Regions from separate parts of the Sander lucioperca genome. Here region 2 is linked to region 1. The links are chromatin contacts, called in public Hi-C maps. All regions are on one chromosome and are shown on one strand. The core of a region is the stretch at or near the end of the contact, and the rest is flanking DNA. Distances in the headings are between cores, read along the strand shown.

Region 1 (4,716 bases), core at 959-3,458:
CTCAGCTTTCTCGCTCTTGCCCTGTCAGCTATGAAACCCCCCCTCCCTCTCTTTTCTGGTTCTTCCAGAAAAAGTAACTGCTGCCGTTGCTTCACCCCTCTCTCACTCTGGTTCCCTATATATCCCCATCTCATTTTCTGTCTCACTCTACATGTCCCCTTCCCTCTCCCTTTCTTTCTCTATTTTTGTGTCTCTCTCTCATTCTCTCGGTTTTAATGCCCCTCCTGCTCACAGGCTGTTGTGTTGTGTCTGCCAGGCCTTCTCGGATGGAGCACAGGTTTCCTGAGTACTGGAACGGAACAGGAGCTGGCAGGGAGATACAGTGAGAAAAGCCAGCTCGACTGTTCCCACTGAGCATCACACACACTCACACTGCTGCTCATACCGATGGATGATGTATGTAATGATGCAGCATGTCATGGGTAATCCCACCTGGATTTGCTTTATTCTATCGATGCAGTGAAGTAACCTGACCAATTCAAAGTATTATTTAATTTCAGTCTGAAGGTTTGAGTTTCTAGCTTTTAATTTTCCACTATATTTCTTAAGGAGACAACTTTGAATATAGTCTGGTTATTATCGGATTGACAGAACATTCCATGACCACAATTTTGATAATTAATTAATTAATAATTTAAGTAATTTATCTAGCAAAAGTATGCAAAACATTTATTGGTTTCAACTTCTAAAATGTTAGGATCTGCTGTTTTTCTCTAAATGAATATCTTTGGGTGTTGAAATGTAAGATGTTACCTTGGGCAGTGGGAAATTGTCTGCGATTTTACAGATTCAATTATTAAATAATTAAAATCTTAATAAAACATATATGTTTTATTAAGATTGTAATCTGACAATAGTCAGCATATCAATCAATAATGGATATAATCATGAGTTGCAGCTTCTTGTAAAGGAAATTTAAACACAATACACATCGGTGGACATTTAGGCCATAGTATCATAGCTGTTATACAAAGCCATACGCATATTCCTCGAACTACATTGCAGACTTGGAAAGATAATTGTTGATTATTAGGATTCCAAGATTTATGTTTCAGCAAACAGACATAAACCCAGATTATCTTCCAGTCTTGCATATACCAGTCTCCATAAACAGAAGAAACAGGCTTCACCCCTCTGGCAGACACGCAGATTGTCACTTACACTATTAACACTGGTGCAGACAAACATAAACATCACCGTCCTAAGAATAACTCTCCATTTTCCCCCAAAGAATGATGTTTATTTCTCAGTGGCTCTTTGGTGCGTCCCTTTCTCCAGCTAACTGAATGATGTTTACATCTCCCACTCCTCCTGATTTCACTCTGGAGAGGTCTGTGCCCTCTGCACCTGGACAGTTCACCGCCCTGAATGAACGGACGTGCCCCAGCGCACCTAAAGACACTGAGGTCAGACAGTGTGCTCCCGGAGGCCCCTAATGAAATTGTTGTTGGATTCCCCGCTTTGGAATAACATTAGTATTTATGGATAGCTTTCAGCTAGTACTAATGGTAAACTAATTTTCAAAATGGCTTTTCTAAATTAAGAGGATGGCACAGAGAAACAGTTTAAGGTCTAATGTGTGTTAAAAGCCTGACTGGGGGCCTCATTATAGACTTAGTTGAAACAAATTGTTTTCTGTCTCTCAGCTGACAGGGCGCTGGTGTTGTTAATGCATCAGACAACAGTCTACGGCAACGTTTTAATGAAAAACATAGACAGCAGCAAACATTGAGATTTATTGAGTAATAAGTATAATGAGGGAATGTAGTAATCTTTCTGACCACTGTTTTCTCACTCCTCATACAAATAGTGGGTCATTACAACAACAAAACAGGACATGTAGAATATAGTGTGACAACAATAGTAACAAAATACATCATTAAATATGTAGATAGATAAATAGTTAAGGGTTTGCATGCAAAATACTAGGCTAATTATCTAGTTATGTCTTCAATAGATCACAAAAGATTTTTGAGATTCGAGTTGTAAATCTTAATAATTATTAAATATTTAAGCTTTAATAAAACTTGTTTTTGCTTGTGAATAATTAATTCTCCGATTTGTAAGTTAAAAGAAAATGAACAAATAAATATGTTATCTTTTTTTCATATAGATTGTTTTTAATTTCAGGGAGTGTCATCGCAATTTCATTGTATTGTTGTCTTGCACAACAGTATAATGACAATAAAGTTCGTATCTTACATCTTACCTGATCAATAATTCAGTAGATCTGTTGGAATTTTTGAAGCAACACAGCAGTGACTGCATTTCCCATAAGGCGTGACGGTTACGTCATAATTCTGCGCAGAGCTGAGGTGGCGTTTGAGAGGAGGTAAACACATCGGATTATTTGTTCTAAAACGTATCATTGAACGAAATGCTATTTAACCGAATAAATATTTCCCTTTAGTTGGTTGTGTATGACCACATATTCCTGTTGCCTACCTGCTGTTTGTCTTCCTCGTGTGTTGTAGCTACATAACGTTAGCTAACACGATGCTACTTTGGTGTGCTAAAGCTAAGCTAACGGTATGTATGAATAAATAACCTTTTAACCGTTCGTTTCTCCTTCAGGTTCTTTCCCAGCTCCTCATCTGAAATCCTCGCGGCAGCTCTCATCATGACAAAACTTATGGAGTGGCTGTTCGGTGTGTCGGTGGTGGGCGCAGCCTGGGCTTTGGTCTCTTTCGACCTGTTGGACCTGAGCCTGCCGCAGACTTACAGAGAGGTCGCCTGGCCGATGCCTCTGTACCTGCTGGTTTCATTTGGCTGCTACTCCCTGGCCACGGTGGGATACAGGGTGGCCACCTTTAATGACTGTGACGAGGCGGCAAAAGAGCTGCAGGGGCAGATAAAAGAAGCCAAAGAGGACTTAAGGAAAAAGGGATTAAAGATGTAGAACTTGAGAAGGACTAATGGAGGATCTTTTGAGAGACTGAAAGGGATGCACGGACTACTTTCACACACAACCTGTCTGACTCCCTCTTTTTTTGTTTTCAGCAGACATGATCTGAACATCAGTTATAATGACTCTTTATGCAGCATAGTTTGTTTTGTGTTATGTAGTGTCATCTCTTTCAAATAAGACATAGATCAAATGTGCTTCAGGAAATTAGAAATTAACGGCCAGTGATTTCAGGGTTACTCATAAGTGACAACACAGCAGTTTGACTATTTTTTTTTTTTTTATTCTCACCATTTAAAGACCTCTTTTATGAAGTAACGGAATTATATTCAACAACACCAGTTTCTGTTTGAATCATTTTGTAACAGGTGGTTTAACTGATTAACACACCTCAATCCAGATAAAAGAAAGGAGCTAAACCGTGAACAAACATGGTGCTGTCTTTGGATGCGAATGGCACACAATTAAATCCCCCTGAGAACCACTGCTCTGCTAAATTATCATCTAAGTTGCCGATCACTGAAATGCCATCAAATGAAACCAAAGGGTCACACCGGAACAATCTCACTAAAGACTGTTACCACTAGGAATTCTCAGATGCTTTCAATCTGTGTCAAATCTCAAATAGTACTACACAGTGTGGACATTGTTGTGTGTGTCTGGAGATTGTTGCTCGTCTGTATAGATGGACTAGATTTTATCTGTAAAGAAATGTACATTCCATTGTCCAATTTCAGACTTGTGACCTTGGGCTATTGCTGGAACTTAATTAAATTGGAGTCTATTTTTCTTCAGTTTTTCTGACTACAAATGTGTGTGTGTTTGTGGGTTGGGGGTTCCAATAGGGCCAGGAAGTATGCGAGTATGTGCTTGAGTGCTTGCATATATGATGCATTCCTTCTCCAAGCATAACCCACATGGCTCAGGGCTTTATATCAACTTCTCAATGCCTCCCTCTGTACAAGACACTTTTGTCCCATTTTGTACAGTAGTTAACGACATGAAATGTGCATTTCCTTTTCTACCCTCACAGAGGTTTGCTCCAATCAGAGAATGTAAGCTTAGTATGTAGGGTTTGAACTAATCTGATGTTGGCAAGTACAGTTCTTTTGTGTGAGCCTTAAAAGCTGCCTATGCTCATTTTCAGTGAGTTCCCACTGGGTATAAACAAAGCATAGCCTGGCCAAAGGCATCATTATGGGGTTTCAAAAGCTCCCATAACTTTAGAACAAATGCAACGGAGTTGGCAATTCTCTTTTTGCACACTCTGCCTGTTGTGCCGTTTGGCTGCAGCCCCATCATGCCCTGCAACGTCACCCCCCATGAATGTCTGCAAGCTGTTGCAAGAGCAGACTGGATGAAAGGCAACCTGTTTTTTCTTTTTACCAGAAAATCTTATACTTTGATATTTACACCAAAGGCTTGCCTTGGTAAGCAGTTATGTTCTTACTCGTAACCACATGTGAAATAGTTAATCACTTTTCTTTGTCATCATTCTCCCCAAATCTAACTTTGAAGACATCCATCTGTTCATTTTCATTCTGAAGGCTATCAGACAAAAATATAAATCAGATTAGGCCAAACAGTGCCATATACAGTGCCTTTTCCCTTTAATCCCTTATTTCAAACATACAGTACATAAGCTTCATCCCAGATTTAGCCCTTTACATGATAGTAAGTGTAATTTATTGTAATCTGATGCACAGACAGAGATGTAACAATAGCTGTCCTATCAAAAACGACCTCAAATACTTTTCTAAATCTCCATGTATTTCATTTGCAGCAAATGTGAGACGACTAGCATCACTACT
Region 2 (4,716 bases), core at 940-3,439, 180 kb after region 1:
CCACAACCATTGTTCATAAATGTGATAGTCCTTCTCCAGGTCCAACATGATCAGCCCAAATCACAAGTCACCTACCATAGAAGAGCTTGGTAATCTGACAGCATACTGCCTATTTTGGGTTGATCTGTGACAAGCAGGATTGATCTTCCAAGGACCCAGCAATTCTCTCCCTTATGACTTTAGGCTGATTTACCAGAGGGCGCCGGAACAGCAAGATGTGGGGCTCTGGAGGAGGAAGTTACACAATATATAAGCAGAGATAATACTTATTGTGATGCTTTTGGAGAAACCTGACTCTAGTGACTCATATTCCATTATTTTTGAATGTAGGGTGTACATGTAATGCTGGGTTTGACATTCGCCATCCAGATAATTGTGGTCACAAAAGCTATTGCAACGTTCACCACTCATCTGAGGCAACCACTGTAATAGTTGGGGCTTCGTAAAGTACAGAGTTTGGTCTAGACCTACTCTATCTGTAAAGTGTCTCGAGATATCTCTTGTTATGATTTGATACTATAAATAAAATTGAATTGAATTGAATCTGTACCACCTCTTCGAAAAAGGTGCAATTTAACCCATTTTGACATCAAATCCCCACATCAGACTTTGCATCTCTCACCTTCTGCCTAAAAGATATCAAGAGGAGGTCCCCTTATTGGCAATTGTGTTAGCTAAAGTATAGAGGGGCAAATATGGGAAGGGGGGGGGCTTCAACTTTCAATTAACAAACCCTACAGTGGACAAGTTCAGTTAAATGTAGGGCTGCACAATTAATCATAAAAAAGAAAATCACACTATAATCCTTTTAATTGTTTAAAATGTAATATTAGTCAATGAAAATAATGATACAAACATGATCATTCCTTTCAATATCGTGAATCATATTGCAATGTCAGTCAAAATAATCGTAATTAGATATTTTCCTCATATCGTGCAGCCCTAAATGCAAATTGGTGACATATCACTCAACATTGTGTCATGTGCCTGATAAGTTTCAGCTTGGGGTCACGATTTTGTAAACAGATTCAGCACATGACAACTGTAAAAGAGAACAGTTGCTCATAGAGTTAGTGTGCCCTGCAGTCAAATAATCTCTGGCACAGAAGCCATTTTATACATATTTGTCTCAAATATCTAGACTTTATAATACTTTTGATGAACGTCATCATATAGATCAGATCCCACTTTCACACTTGATCATAACCAAAGCCTTACAGCTATTATGGCACTGTACTTTTGTAAAAATAGAGTAACTTTAGATAAGCCTCTTTTCCATCCAGTGGCCCCATCAGGTACAGTCTCGTCTATTATTGGCATGATAATAAAGTAGGACCAAGGAAACAATATTTAACAGAAAGCGATCAAATCATGATATTTATGACTGCTTTGTTTAGAAACAAGATAAACTACCTGGCTGGTGGATCATGTAATGCACCCATCCTTGGCTCTGCTGGACTCCCAGGTTCCTCCACTCTGTCTCCGACATCAAATGGGTCTTGGGTACACGCTTTGCAATGTCTTTGGGTAACATTACATGCCTGTAGAAAATGAGGGCGGATATTAAGCAGAATATTAGCTAATGCACCAACGCAAAGTGATGATTAGTTTCTCTACAAAGCCACTTTGCTAAAATCGTTATGATAACGTTGACACGCTTGAGAAAATTAAATTGTATGTTGGATAAACATTAGCCATACACACCTGTACTCGTATTTGTCATCGTCATATTTATCAGAGTAGTATATCTGTTTGTGAGACATGATGGAGACCTGGTGGAGAGATTTTTAACATTAGTCAACATTCAGAATCAGCAATAAGGCATATTACACTAATATTTAGGGGACAACGTGGCAGCAAGTTTCCGGTTTTTTTTTTGTTTGCATCGCTAAGCGAGTGCAGCTAACAGTAACGTTAAGCTAACGTTGCTCAAGTTAGCCGAGAACAAGCGTTATCTCTGACAACTTACGTAAACGCCTTTCTATGTTTCTGCTATTGTGTGGCGCAATCAATGGGGCTTCAAAGTTACCTTATATGGTTGCCAAAGTATCCTGATCAGAAAAAGTTAATAATTCCAGTTTTTCGCGTTCAAAAGTAGTAAGATGTTGACCCCTCTTTGTTTCCCTCTCGAATGTTTGCTAGCCCGCTTATGACCGTTCAAATAGACCTCGTCTCATCCCATTGGTCAATCCATCCATTATAGCCCCCTTGCCATTGGTCTGTTCTGTCTGTCGCAGTAAATCTTCGTAATCGCTACAGGGCCTCGTGATTGGTCAACATATGTAGCATGCCAAAGATCCATTTAAACCGTCATGGATGTATTAAGAGAACTAACTAAAGGATATAACTTCCAGAAAGTATAATACACACAGCCCAAACATGACATGTCATTGACTATGGATGTAGATGTATATGCATATCTACCATTGAGTATGGATGTATTATAAGAACTGTTATTATTAGATAGATAGATAGATAGATAGATAGATACTTTATTCATCCTGAGGGAAAGATAGAACTCTCTCTTTCATGATTTTGACAGTTTTATTTAAGCAAATACATAGAAGGGGTGACATGATACTTTCAGAGCTAATATATGTTAATACACAAGACTTCCCGATGAATGACCTCTATTTTAAACAACTTCTCAAAAAAGTTATGATTTTTTTTTATGATCTATTCGAACTACGAGAGGCCATACTCCTTTCATTTAGGGGTAGTTTTACACGGTGGTTTTCTGAGTCCATTTTTACCACTGTAATCTAAAGCCTATTTATCTGGAACCACAGACTCAATCATTTTTAATGGCGTGTGTGTTTGTGTGGGTTCTTGTGTCAGATATGCAGATGTGTTAAAGTAAATGTCCCTATCACAAACCGTTTACATACTCTAATTTTAGAGTAAAAGGATCCAGATGATGAAATCGATGTCCACACAGGAGCAATCGGAGTAGAGGGGTTATCCACCCTGGTAAGTCCCGCAGTTCAAATATAGCTCTGCAGACGTGTCAGTGTGCGGCTGGTCCTGGTAGCCTCACTCTTCTGTATAAATATATATGTGTGTGTGTGTAAACCCATGCATCTTAAGGGACGGTTCACACATGGCGTTGTATTATTAAAAGCGTCAGTGTCTATCGCCTGCCACTTTCACCTGCAGGCGTCAATCAAGCAGGGCTGTGCGTCGTTTTCCTGACACGACACTTATATCTGATTGGTCTAGCCGTGATTCAGGGGCGGGAGGTCCTTCTCCTCTGCTGAAACCCTATTGGACGAACGGCGCCTTGGTCGACGTGACGCAGCTTGGAATTCCCAAAGTTCCCAAGTTCACGGGAAGAGAAGAGCGTTGTTCATACTAAAAAACAAAACGTTTTGAAGGGAAAAACAGCGAGCGACTGAGGTGTAAACAAATTGGGTAAATAAAACGTCTTCTTTGTGTTAAATTTGGTAGCGTCGAGCAGGTGCTGGCGAACAGCTGGGCCTGAGTGAGAACGCGGAAGAGTGCAGTGGGAATATTCAGCCTACCATCCATGTTACCATCCTTTGTTTACCATTATGAGTGAACCCTGGATTTAGTTGCTACAACAGTTATAGCCCCTTCATTTTTGTTTCTTATGTGTGCTAAACAGAACTTTAGCGCACATAGTGTTGTCGACACGTGAGTATCAACCGTTGTTTGTCTGGATCAAAGAGCTGCTCGTGTCTGCGGTTTGACCATTTTTGGTAATTTAACTGGCACACAGATTGACTGGATGCATGGATCTGAATGAAAAGTTGGCTGGGAAAAGCAGCAGTGATGAAAACAATCAGGAGATTCCTGTTTCTTCTGACTGAACCCTTTTAAAAAAAAAAAACTGCGCAGCAGTATGGATGCCAACACACCGTTACATAACTTGTATTAACGACAATCTGGTCTTTATCTCATGTCTGTGGTAAATTAGGTCCCAAACTGTAACGTTATTGCATACGTGTCCTCTTGAACGATTATTTACAAAAACACCATCAAAATATTGCCGAAAATGAGACATAGTTTTTAATTCTGTGTTTACTTCATGTTCGAACTGCGCATACGGTTGTTGGCAAGTAGCCTACAAATATCAGTGTAACCATGTTAGAGTCAGATTATTACATCTAGATAATCCAGTTAACTCCCACAAGGCATGCTGTGTGTGCATCAGGCATGATCAACGAATATACATTGTTTCTGTCGTCGTCTGCAGAAAATCATAAAGCTGAGTCTGCACCGTGCTGTGCCAAATTGAGCCTGAAGAGGGCGATGTCTGACAACAGCAACAGCACAGGCAGCAGCAGTGGCTCCTCAACCAACAGCTGGACCCTCCTCTCCCCCGAGGTATGACCATAGACAGTATAAAACAGGGTATGACAAAGACGCAGCTCAGGGAAACTGAAACTTGAAGCTCTGTGTGTGCCTGGATATAATTTGGATGATAGTTATTTTCCTTGCTCATGAATACAAGTTCATTTTAAATATGGCATGTTTGTACCTGCACCCTGCTTCCCATAGTTATTCAATTGTGGGAAACGTATTTCAACTCTATGTGCAAGTATTTGTACATGGCTGTCTGTGTTAAGACAGCTGCGTTCAATACAGAAAAATATATAATGTAATAAGCAGAAGATCCTCCTTAGATACCAGTATACACACAATTGTCAGTTTATTAGGCACACACCCAATTAAAACTAATGTAATACAACAGCC

The links. A called contact is a pair of places that touch in the nucleus more often than the background predicts.
Region 2: a contact with region 1 is called in a Hi-C map of muscle, with 3 times the contacts expected there. The contact joins the promoter of cks1b here to the promoter of dpm3 in region 1. A contact is called at or near these places in 2 of 2 Hi-C or Micro-C datasets (liver and muscle).

What each region holds. Positions count from the first base shown.
Region 1 is chr16:13,553,176-13,557,891 of SLUC_FBN_1.2, forward strand. dpm3 (dolichol-phosphate mannosyltransferase subunit 3) reads left to right here and starts at 2,209. Exons shown (of 2, transcript XM_031296051.2): 1 at 2,209-2,332; 2 at 2,575-3,702. The coding sequence starts at 2,621. The coding sequence ends at 2,899.
Region 2 is chr16:13,735,537-13,740,252 of SLUC_FBN_1.2, forward strand. cks1b (cyclin-dependent kinases regulatory subunit 1) reads right to left here and starts at 2,190. Exons shown (of 4, transcript XM_031296056.2): 1 at 2,030-2,190; 2 at 1,705-1,772; 3 at 1,414-1,541; 4 at 1-225. The coding sequence starts at 1,763. The coding sequence ends at 110. It overlaps pbxip1a (pre-B-cell leukemia transcription factor-interacting protein 1), which reads left to right and starts at 2,952. Exons shown (of 11, transcript XM_035993295.1): 1 at 2,952-2,970; 2 at 4,217-4,347. The coding sequence starts at 4,273.